Regions from separate parts of the Sorghum bicolor genome. Here region 1 is linked to region 2. A link is a contact called in public HiCAR-type data. All regions are on one chromosome and are shown on one strand. The core of a region is the stretch at or near the end of the contact, and the rest is flanking DNA. Distances in the headings are between cores, read along the strand shown. Region 1 holds the start of LOC8065037 (protein NRT1/ PTR FAMILY 4.6). Region 2 holds the start of LOC8079310 (putative receptor protein kinase ZmPK1).

The links. HiCAR-type assays count read pairs that join an accessible place to other places.
Region 1: a contact with region 2 is called in a HiCAR-type map of leaf, with 6 times the contacts expected there. The contact joins the promoter of LOC8065037 here to the promoter of LOC8079310 in region 2. A contact is called at or near these places in 1 of 4 Hi-C or Micro-C datasets (leaf mesophyll) and 1 of 1 datasets of contacts at active chromatin or transcription factors (leaf).

What each region holds. Positions count from the first base shown.
Region 1 is chr10:51,343,340-51,349,290 of Sorghum_bicolor_NCBIv3, reverse strand. LOC8065037 (protein NRT1/ PTR FAMILY 4.6) reads left to right here and starts at 4,042. Exons shown (of 5, transcript XM_021450098.1): 1 at 4,042-4,132; 2 at 4,315-4,423; 3 at 5,493-5,664. The coding sequence starts at 4,331.
Region 2 is chr10:51,071,589-51,077,792 of Sorghum_bicolor_NCBIv3, reverse strand. LOC8079310 (putative receptor protein kinase ZmPK1) reads right to left here and starts at 1,687. Exons shown (of 1, transcript XM_002437149.2): 1 at 1-1,687. The coding sequence starts at 1,000. LOC8065034 (serine/threonine-protein phosphatase PP2A-1 catalytic subunit) reads right to left here. Exons shown (of 6, transcript XM_002437148.2): 5 at 5,757-5,948; 6 at 3,521-3,977. The coding sequence ends at 3,804.

The DNA of each region.
Region 1 (5,951 bases), core at 2,793-5,292, 270 kb before region 2:
TAATTTATAACTTGAAGGAGGTATAAAAGAAAGTGTAACGGTGGTTGTCAGACACACCGACGCACCAGTGAAGATTGACATGCCATTAAAAAAACCATGAGGGCATGCACATGTTTTATTCAAGCCTAACTTTCCGCCAATAAACGGGATGGGTATTGAACAGGCTAATTAATAGGCTACGATACCTTGAAACAAATCCAAGTTTTTTTTTTCAAATTAAAAAATATATATTTGTTGGCGGTGAATGAGGAAATAAAGTGATTTTTAGTGCATTTTTAGGCCGGCCTTTTCCCTTGTGTTTCCGGCACACTGAAAACACCCCCAGATTATATTCTGATAGTGAGAGGGTTGCATGCAAGCCAACAGAAAGGAAGAACTCTCCAGAATGACCTCATTAGTCCCACTCTTTGCATTTATCCCCTCCGATCCATACGTACCCATTTGCAGTGTGCAACATAGCATGCATGACCACACACAAATTAAACACGCCACACACAGTGTTTCAGTAAAACTAGCAAATGGTCAGCAGGTAGCTAATTAAGCTAGCCAGATGGTATGAGTGAGTGACCAAGTGGCCAGCTCCAGTTGCTTGCAGCTCGTGAAGTTAGCCACCACCAAGCAGCGATGACGTACGCATCCAAAAGGTTCTTGGCTCATTTGCTTATAGTAATTAACCTCATGAGAACGAAGTGGTTGGCTGTAATAAGAAGGGCACACCAGAGAGGGCAATAAGGGCAAGTGTTGCTTTGTGAGCCAGGAGTCCCTGCATGGTCAGTTAAGGGAGGTATTCGTATTCCTCGTTTTGAGATGGCGGCCAGACACCCAAACCCGATGCTGAAATGGTTCCTATCTCGACAAAAAATGCGCGTCTTCGTTCCGTGATATGCTTGTGTTGGATGTGTGTCGTTCTCTGGACCACAAGCAAGCATATGTCAGCTAGCTAGTTTGTTCCAACGACCTACTACCATATGCATATCACTTTCTCTAGCTAATCGCACATATATATAGGCTAATTTATATAGGAATATCATTTATCAAACCGTTTCCGTTTTTACTTTATTAGCCATCAGTTTGAAATTTTATTTTCGAATTCGTATAGACTGACAAAAATTGGCCGTCTCTAGGGGGTGGGCAGCCGGTGCGACGGCTAGGGGCCCACGACGCTAAGGGGCCTATATATATATATATTACTTAGTATATAAATTTGTTTAATTTTTTGGAGACTTATACAGACACTATAGAAAATCCATCAATTAATCTAAAAAAGAAATCCATTAATCAACACGTCATCCACATCCACCTATTGTTGGTGTTGCTTCATATTCTCGCTTGATCAATTAGTTGAGCAGATTCATGTTCCTTTTTATCATCTTCTCGTCCTATTTCTCAATCGTCCAATGCAACGATGTGGCTCCATGACATGCTAACACCACACGTCCACACACGATGTCACTACTAGACACTGGAGTAGGAAGAGCAAGGGCATAGCTGATGGAGACTTCACCAATTTTGTTATTAGTATTTAGTGATAGGGTTCTAAATTTCTAATTCTATTCTACTTATTTATTTGTTGTACTAAATTACCTTTTATAAACTAAAATATATGGTGCAAATTAATTCTTTTTAGTTGTACTATATATTTTATACATTTGACATATCAAAAAAAATATTTGATGGGCCCTTACCTTTTTACCCTTTTGCTTGCACAAGGACCCTTAAAATTATAGAGACGGCCCTGACAAAAAATGATCACTTGTTTTAGACATGCATCATGACAATAATGTTCTGGTATATTTAACTCTTTATAATTAAGATAGTATATATTGTCATAGATATTACTCTATCCGTTTCAAATTATAAGTCGTTTTGAATTTTTTAGTATATTCATTTTACTATGTATCTAGATATAATAATATGTTTAGATACGTAGCAAAATGGATGAACCAAAACTGTCAAAACAACCTATAATTTAGAACGCAGTGAGTACTATTTATATTGGAAACTATGATGTGATGCCCTAGTTGACTTATTATGTCTGTGATAAGAAAAGAAGTAACTTGTGAAGAAAACTAACTTTTTTATGATGTGCTCATGAATAGTATATATCTAATAAAATTAAACTATGTTTGGATTCATTAGCTAGCTAACTATTACTTGTTATTAGCTGGTTTGGTCCAACCAGGGAATAGTCATATATCATAGAAGGCTATATCCAACCAATTTTTTATTCAGCAAGAAAAAAAAAGAAAGAAAAGCATAGCCTATCCCGCTTTCAAAATTGTTTGTCCTGGCGAATCTCCGGTTTGGGGAACTTTCTTAGAAAATTAGATTTGCACCCTTGAATTAAAGCACTCTTTTTTTTCCCACTCGGGTGCAAAGGAATGATAAGGTAGGAAGGGATACAGTACTAGGCTAACTACCTAATTTAATTCTCACTTAATAGTTAATAGAAGTGGTTAAGCTGTAGTCATTTACTATAATAATTTACTATATTAATAAATAATTTAATATAAATAGTTAATAAGTAACTATAATAATTTACTGTACTAAATAAATAATTTACTATAATATAAGTAGTTAAGTAGTCAAGTAGACTGAATTTTTTATCATAGCACTGCGTTAGTTCGATATTTAGCTAAAAAGTAGGTAGACTATTAGCTAGATTCTTTGGATAAAAAAGAGTTGACTATTATTAACAGCTAACTTTGCTTAGAAAACATGACGATTTTTTTAGCCCCTATTAGAGAATAAATTAATCACAGCAAAGGAGATATAGGGTCTGTTTGACATAACTCACAACAGTTTCATGAGTTGTTGTGATTTTTTTTTTTTGCCAAACACTCTTTTCAAAAACAGCTTCATGGGTGAAGCTATTTTTCTTCTTCTCTCACAGAGACATGAGTTGAGATTTATCTGAAAAAGTAACTTATCTTACCACTCCCCCTAATTTTTCTTTCATTCATGCATGAAGCTGTTGGTTTTAAAACAACTTAGCTTTACCTAAAAAGTTGCTCATGAAGCTTTTTTCTTTAAAAAAACAACCTCAGTAAAGCTGAGTTATGCCAAATAAGGTCATAAAAAGGGAAAGGAGAGGGAAAGAAGCAGCTAACTGTTAACTGTATAGATGGAAACCATTTTTTATCATTTTTTTTTGCGACAAAGATGCAAACAAGGTTTCAGAACGAGTGATGGAGCTAAAAAATAGATTTACCAGCTATTAGTTAATTTGGAGGAAGGGAGGAAAAAAATAACTCTTATTGTTACAACGACATAAGTAGCGTATGAATAGTACTCTCTCCATTCTAAATTGACGTTTAACTTTTTTTACCTTAAGTTTGATCATTCGTCTTATTTTAAAAAAATATGCAAAAATTGTCAAATTTAAGTCACTCTTGAAGAATTTTTATTAATAAACTAAACTACGGCAAAAAGAATTGATATTTTGCACAAACTTTAAATAAAGACGAATGGTTAAATTTGATGTTAAAAAAAATCAAATATCTTATAATTTAGGATAAATTGAGTAGACTCGAGGGGGAAGCTGAAGCTAGAGTTAATTCTCCCTAGCTGGCTGTAAAGAAGAGAACAACATGTGTGTATTTGGGGTGGGGGGGTTGAGACAACAATGCCGTACACCCCACCCCAGTTGATTTTCGCTTTTGTTTTCAGACTTTGGGCAAAAAAGAAACTCATGAATGAAATGAATAAAAGCACAAGGCCATGCATACTTCAAACATACACGCATGCCCCCCATCCCTTTCCCTGGTTTTTTGGGCATCTTGAGGTTGACATCCCTGCGTCGGCCTGACCCAGGGGTCCAGGGCTGCAGCCGCCCTTGCTGCCTGCGTCCTTCTCAGCAGCCCTGTGTGCGGTGCGGGGTGCCGGTGTGCGGTGTGGTGTGGTGCCCGCCCCTGCGCGGCGCAGCACCCCCAGGGACGGGACGCGGACGGGCCCTCCCCTTCCCCTTCCCCTCTTCTGTCTCTCTCCCCTCCACGCTTTTTAAATAGAGCAGGCCACGGCTCCCCTGAGGCACAAGTGAACTCAACCGCGACCGATCTCTCCTGCTCTGCTCTGCCTGCCTCCGCCCTCGTCTTCCTCTGCACGGACGGAGAGGGCGAGCACCACCATCATGGTGAGTTTCTCCACTTGGACTTCCCTTTGTCGCCGTTGCTGCTGGTGCTGGGGCATTTGTTTGCTAGCTAGCTAGCTCCATCGGTCGTCCGTCGGTGCTGCTGTTTGTCCGATCCTTGATCGGCTAACTAACTATTTCTCGTCGCGTTGCTCATCGATTTGTTCGTGGTGATGAAATTGCAGGAGGACGGCGCGCGGGATGCGGAGCGGTGGGAGGGGTACGTGGACTGGAGGAACCGGCCGGCGACCAGGGGCCGGCACGGCGGCATGGTCGCCGCCTCCTTCGTGCTCGGTAACCGATCGATCGATCGCCTGCCTCCCTCTCTGCTTCTAGATTCCTTTTTCTTTTTTAGCTCTGTACGTTGATTGCGGCCGGGGCCCGGCAGCAAGTATGGGACCTCCTGGTTGGGGGGGTGCGGGGGGGAAAAAGCCATGGCGAGCGGGAGGGAGGGGAGGCCTGCGACGACGGATCGAATAGGATACTGGTGGTCTCCAACCATGCACGGAGCCTCGCAGCGCAGCGCAGCGCAGAGCCGAACCGAGGGCCTCTGCAAGCCTGAAAGCCACGGCTTCCATTCCCTCTGCTTTCTTCTTCTCCTCCTCCTCCCCCTATCTTTCCCTGCTGCTTTCGTCGATCCGACAGGTGGTGCTCGAGGACCCTTTCTTTCTCGCTGCTTTTTCCTCCTCTCCCACTGGCCGGCCGGCCGCGGCCTCCGTTGCCGTTGGGCTCCATTTGTTCTCTCCTCTCCCTCCTTTCGCTCCCTTTCACATACTACAGTTCCTGCTCGCGCTCCTCGATCGCCTGCAACTTGCGCCCCCCGGGAAATTCGGCGTCCAATTGCGCCACGAACCGAAGAAAAGCAAAGCCCCCCCACAACTTGCGTGCATGCACTGCATCTGATCTGCATGACCCGACCCGGACCGGACCCGTGGGTGCAGTTGGTGTTGGTGGATGATTCCTCTCCTCTCCTCGCGTTTTTTTTTTTTGCTTGCTTGCTTGCTTTTTTTTTTGGTTCCATCCATGGAGCACCACCACGCACTGCTCCAACAGAGCACGGTGGCGTGCGTCGCGTCGTCCATGGTTCAACCATCCTCTGCTCTGCTCTCTGCTGTGCGCCTGCGCCTGTCCGTCGTCGATCTGGAACTGGAAGCCTTTCCTTTCCTCTCTCTCTCTCTCGCTGCACACAAGTTGCCGCGGACGGACGGACGGTTGCATGTGCGCAGGGGGAAACTGAAACTAGTCTGTATAGTACGTGACGATGAGTGTTGTCAATAGTCATCGTCAGGACTGTTTTGTTTTTGTTTTTTTTCCTCCTCTCATCTCATCTGATGAGTGATGACGAGAGCGGTTGGTTGCACAGATTTGGATGGGTCTGAAGCCGTTGAGGCGCACACCGCAGTCCGTCGTCCCAAAGCCGGGCATTAAAACGCGGCACGAATCACAATGCACAAATGGCTCGCGGACTTTAAATTTGGCTGGCCGGACGGTACGCATCGGGAACGCCACACGCACATCATGGGGGCGTTATGTCAGTTACGTACTCTACTACTACCGCACATGCTGCTTACTTAACTGTAGTACGTGATTTTTTTAAAAATAAAATATAGTACGGAAACAATTTAGTAATTTGATGCGACTGCATGCTTTTGTTTTGTCTGCACTAGCTAGGGGAAGGAAAAAGCTGTGTACCTTTACAGGATGATAATTAGCTACTAATAATTTGTAGTAGTTCCAGCTGGAACTTACTAGCCATCTATCATCGCTTTGAATCATTATTCCCATGATGTTTCAAAGAAGGAATGGATTGCTTGTAGTAGTA
Region 2 (6,204 bases), core at 438-2,937:
CCATCTGCACATCACAACTGATATTGGTCTTTGGTCTGCAGCCTTTGGTCCGCTCACTTGGGTCGATGACTTCAAAACCAGGGGCACACGCACAAGCTGGCACAGGCGTATACACACATATTCCGTTTTCACCACACAGACCGCGTACTTTGCAGAGCTGAGGAAATGCCATCCATGTGACTGACCATGATCTGTCTGCCATATTCAGACTGTATAATCTGAGGTTGCCATCATAATCCAGTGTTAGCCGCCTCATGATCCCAGGACCCCAGTCAGCAGCTGTGAAGGTTGTATTGTCACTTCCAAGGAAATGTCCCCAGGTATCAAAAGCCCCAGATGTACTGCTATTGAATGGCACTCTAAGCTTCTCCCAGATAGTCCTACTTGGATTTGGCCAATAGATAAAAGAAATATTTTTCTCGTCATCAAACAGAGAAAGAAGGTACTGATCGTCAAAATGGAAGCTGTAGTGGCCAGGAACAAGTAACCTGTTAGTAGAGACCAGCTTTGTAGGAGCAGTAATTATCTGAGTGGGTAGCAAGGTATCAGTAGGAGAATCAAAGCTTTGCCACAGGATGGCACCATCTTTGCCCGTCACAATGAAGTTCCCAGTGTCCAATAGCCGAGCTCGAACATCATGTCCAGCATCCGAAGCACTCACATTGTTGGTCCACACAATCTGGCCATTGTAATCTTTTAGAACCATGCTCCCGTCGACATCTAACTCAACTTTGGATCCCCAGGTGTACACAGGGTGGAGAGGATTCGCACTCCAGATGATGGTTCTTTTGGATGATCTGGAGAACCAGATGGAGAAGGTGGAGGCATTGGGAGAGATGCTGTAGAAGCCGCAGGTGAAAGTGCTATCTGGCGAGTGGAGCACATCAGAGCTGTGCTCTACAGAGAGAGAAGAAGCCGCTGACAGGAAATCATAGGCTGTGACAAGCGAAAGCAGATGAATCAACGTGAGGAGGAGAAGACTGGCTGAGCTCTCGTTCATGGTAGATGCTGCAGCTGTTAATGATCAATTGCGTGGAAGCAGATGAATATTGGTTAGGAGAAGCAGGCGCAGAATCAGGGTTATCTGAAAAATGGTGGGAAGTGTGCATATGATCCAGGGTGCATCTTGCAATGCATTATTATCCATGGACTCCTGCGAAGGTTAGGTTTGGAGTTTGGTATGTGCCCTCACATGGGTTGCTTTGGAAAAAGAGAAAATTTAGGATCGTGGTGATATATGTTATGGTTACACGCCTACCCATTATAGGCAGAGCTAGCTAGGTGAACATTTGTGGTCCATGAACCACCCCAAAATTAGTTCAAGGTTAAACTATAGTAGATGAGTTCTCTAAAATCATAAAAAATTGCACATGAACTGCTCTACAATTTAGCTTTACATCTAAGATGTACCACCCTTGCTTAAAGGTTTGGGTTAAAACCGGGTTTTTTGGTTTGGTTTTACTTTTGGGCTGTATTGGTTTGGATTGAAACAGGCTGAAAAGGCTGTTGGTCCAGTTTGGTTTGGGTCCTATTAAAGTGGGCTGAACTGGTTTGGCTATAAATAATAGAGTTTACAATAATTTTTATTCTATCTATTTATTTTTTTACTTTTGTTTATGGCTAAATATAAACAATAGCATGAGGTGCCGGTGAAATGGTGGGTTGGAAATCTTGCTCTAGATCCTAATACGCTGCTGCTACTCATGCGAACTTTTGCGCAAGTATTTTATGGAGGATACCTAATATGATGTAACCTCTTGTGCTTCATGGAGCAGATCAATTATTATATAAAAATTAGAGAAGAAGAAAAAGAAGCTAATCAGTTGTGTCGTTAAACTTGTTATGAGTACTTATTTTACTTGCATCAACATCTTTAGGGCATGTACAACGGGACTCTTCACTCCATCTCTACGATGAAGATTTTGCGAAAAACACCCTGACCAAGCTTGGAGACGGGGCTTGCGTCGCCTCATGAGACGATGGGGGCCGCTCGTGCTCCAAGGTCAGTCGACGGCTTCAGCACTGCTGTACGCGTCGCCTCTGGCAGTCGACGACGGATGGATTGATCTCGTGCACGCGCATATCTGATGGCTCCAAAATTGATCGATGGATCGCGGGCGCCACAGAGGGGGCCAAATATCAGAGTCACGGCCGGCGGAAGTGGAGGCACGGGCTGCGGATCGCGGGCGCCACAGAGGTGGCCAAAAAAGAATGCAATTATATATATATATATATATATATATATATATATATATATATATATATATATATATATATATATATATATATATATATATATATATATATATATATATATATATATATATATATATATATATATATATATATATATATATATATATATATATATATATATATATATATATATATATATATATATATATATATATATATATATATATATATATATATATATATATATATATATATGATTTGTATTGGTAATTTTTTAAAAAATAATTAGATTATGTTCATCTTATCTATGCTTGATCTGTTTCTATCAAATAGCCACACAATGATATACAAAAAATTATTCATAATTAATCCTAGCTACATACAAAGCATTAATAGCTTAGAAAACGATTTCTGTCTTTGGGTTGTATGGCATGTCTTTATATCTGTCTCTATGATAAATTTGATGTGCTTAGAGACGGACTCCTATTTGTGGGTTGTACATGCCATGCTCTCAGCAGGTCAACACGCCGCGTCTCCCTAGATAAGTTCGTCGAGTCTATTCTTGACCAGTGTCCGCCTAATCCCGGGCCGGTACCCACCACTAGACAACAGCAGCTCGTGACAGACAGAAAAGCGACTAATCTGGACTCCGTTGGACGTTTCTGAACTTTCCACGCAGCTTCATCAGAAACCAGCGGCTCTGCTCAAGAAAACATGGTGCAGGTGGGGTATGAGGCATTGTTCAAGTCTCAAATGTTTGTACCTTGTTTACTTTAGCCGAGGAAAAAAAAAGTGACAAAAGCTGGAATGGTTTGTAGCTTATCATGACACTCTCTGCCCCTTCCATGACTTCCGCAGTTCCACCGTCACTTGCCAGCTGCCTGCTGAACTCCACGCCGGCGTTGGTCAGTTCCTGGCTTCCTGTTGAAAAGGATGACCCACCTTTTTATTTAGCCTTATCAGCTAAATCTGCCGGTCATTCAACGGTATTTTTCTCTCACAATAAATCAGTTTGCATTGGCGCGGCGTGGTGACTGACCTCATACAATGATGTCCCATTAGAAAGCATTGCAAAAGTCTAGTGTACAACGATGTCGAATTGTCGACACATAAAAGTGAAACCATCTTGACGGCCTGGGCAACATTCGACAGTGAGCTGATGTAGGCTGAACGACCATGTTGCTTCAGATCCGAGTCAAACAGCAATGAAAAATCTCACCCAACAAAGCATCACAATGCACAGACACAACGGAACATCAGGTCCATTTCCTGCATATTTTCCTCGTCTCTTCTCTTTTTCTTTTTCCTTTTTTTGAGCCACATCTTATGTTCTTCTGGGCAAAACAGAAGATATTTCGAGACAATTCTATTGCAGCTTCTCTTCTCTTTTGTCTCTGAATCATACAAAATGGAGGTACAAGAGGGGAAAAAAAGGAAAACCCAATGCCATGTACTTTCAACATCCTCTATGTTCTGAGAAGCGGCAACAAAATCTCCACACCAAAGAATGAGGGGGGGTACAAAGCGGCTAGAGGGAACACATTTTCTAAGGAGATCTACAGGCGCAGGCGCTGCGGTAGAGAAGTTAAAAGAAGCCAACATGCTTATTACAAAAAGTAGTCTGGGGTCTTGCGCGTCATGTCTGGCTCGATTTGCCGCGGAGCTGGGTCGAATTGGAGGAAGTTCTGATCCATGTTCTCACCAATTTCAAGGATGGCAGCCATGTTCCCACATCGGTAGCAGTAGTTAGGCGCGCTGAACACAGTCACAACGTTCTTATCCTGCATCACACAATACAAAAAAACTCAAGATTCTATTCAATTTAGTAAGCAGTGGTTTGCCTAGCCTGTGATGGAAGGAGAAACACACAATTCAGATAATATGTAAGAGAAAACGGATGTGCCTAGTCTGCTTGGATTAGCCTGTATCTAGGCTAGTGCAATGCAGTCAACCTGTGTTTGGTTGCCCAAAGACTATTATGCGGCCCTTGCACAGCAGATTTGGTGGTACTAAGAAATGCAGCACAAATCAATGGACATACAAAAATAATATTGCTGCCTTCCCTACCTCTATTGAAAACATGAAACCTTTACTCGAGCATAGAGACAACTATCTACAACAGAATGTAAGCAACCAAACACACTGTCTTGGGTTGCATTGCATAAGCTGTAATGCAGACTAAGAAGGCTAATGCAAGCAACCAATCACACCCTAACATATTGCATAGGTTGTGCTGGATTGGGTTGTGCCGCGTAAAGCCTAATGCATGTTAAGACTAGTGCAAGCAACCAATCAAACGCTTAATGAATTGTTCCTTATCACTTTTCTGATACATGGGATAAATCATTGTTTCTGAGCAAGCTATATCTTATGTAATGGAGTGATCTATGTCTTCTCATAAATAAACACTTCATCAATCTTTTCTTTCGGGGAATAATTGTCCTCCGTTAGTGAATAAATTATGCTTAGAAACCATGCAATCTAACTGCTAAAACTTTGGCCACTAAGATGGTGTATGGTGATGTTAAGTCATGTAAATGGAAATGGAATCAAATGACACTGTAATCAGAGCTGGAATGGGTGATTGCGATCTTTGTTTGGTTTTTAATGTAAACGGTATCACATGTGAAGAGTTGATGTACCTACAACCGCATGAATGCAACTGGACTAGTCAAACCCAACTTATGCACCTTAGGATTGGAGATTGGGAAAGAGTGATTTAGTGCATGTTTGGTAGAGCTCCTCCTGCTCCAGATTCTCTGTGGAAGCTAATTCTCTGAGAGAAGTGATTCTCTGACTGGGAATGTTTTTATATGATAAACTATATGCTTATATTGAGTTTAGTGAGACTGTGGAGTGAATCAGGAAAAAAAAAACTACTTTTTTCAGCTCCTATCCCCATAGCTCATTTCAGAGAATCAATTCACAGAATCAGCATTGAATAACTTCTCGGTAAAAACTATTTGGCAGAGCTCCTAGATTTATCCAGGAAGCTGCTCTGGGAGCCCTGCCAAACAAGCCCTTAAGATCATGCAGCAGCCAGCTACCCATGGGAAATTGCTAGTGACAGCCCCACCTCAGCGGCTACCCTTGCCTCTGCATTTGACATCACTTTGCTGATGTGCTTCAGCCCAGAATCTCAAGCAGCCTACAATGTGCCTGCATCTCATCTATACAACTGCAAGCAGAGTTTTAACTCTTCTAGCAAGAACAGCAGCCATCACCATAGGGAAGGCAGAGCAAGCCATAGGACAGGTGCAGGGCCCTGGAGTTGAATCCAACTTCTGAACCTTCAGGCATACCAAAGGGACCACCAGGGAATAGGAGGGTCTAGTGGTGATTTCGCTTCCAAATGGATGGCATATTAGTATATTACTGTATTAGGATCAAAGTTCCTTATATATAGCAACAGAAATTCTTATTGATAATTAGTATCCTCAGAAACTTCTGCAGGAATGGGTTCACATACTTAATAAAAATGCCATAGCAGTTTGGTAAACAGAACTCTGATTTTTTTTAAAAAAAAACAATGGGTAGAATCAAACATGCTGGATACTAACCTGGCACCAATTGAACCCTTCCATTACAAGTTGATGAGCCCTTGAAATAAGACTTAGCCCATTTGTATGGTTGAATTGTTGTGCAATATCTTGGCCAAATGTGTATCCAGCACCCCTTGGTGAAATTCCCCACCCACATCGGTCATCCGGGTCAGACCACAAAAGATCACACATAGGTCCTTCATGGGGAACCTACAGCCATTTTAAATAACAGAGAAAACATTAATCAAGGAAAAAAAGGCATAATCAACAAAATATTATATACAAGAACTATGACATTTATACCTTAAAGCCTAATTGAGAGATCATGTGTAAATCATTTAAGAACATCAGTGTCAATCAAGAAACTGAAAGCTGAAATATTGTAGGCTTCTACAGCCATGCAACCAAACAAAGCCCCCTCTTGGCCTCTTCTCTACCTAGCCTGGCTATCCCTAGCTGGTCCAAA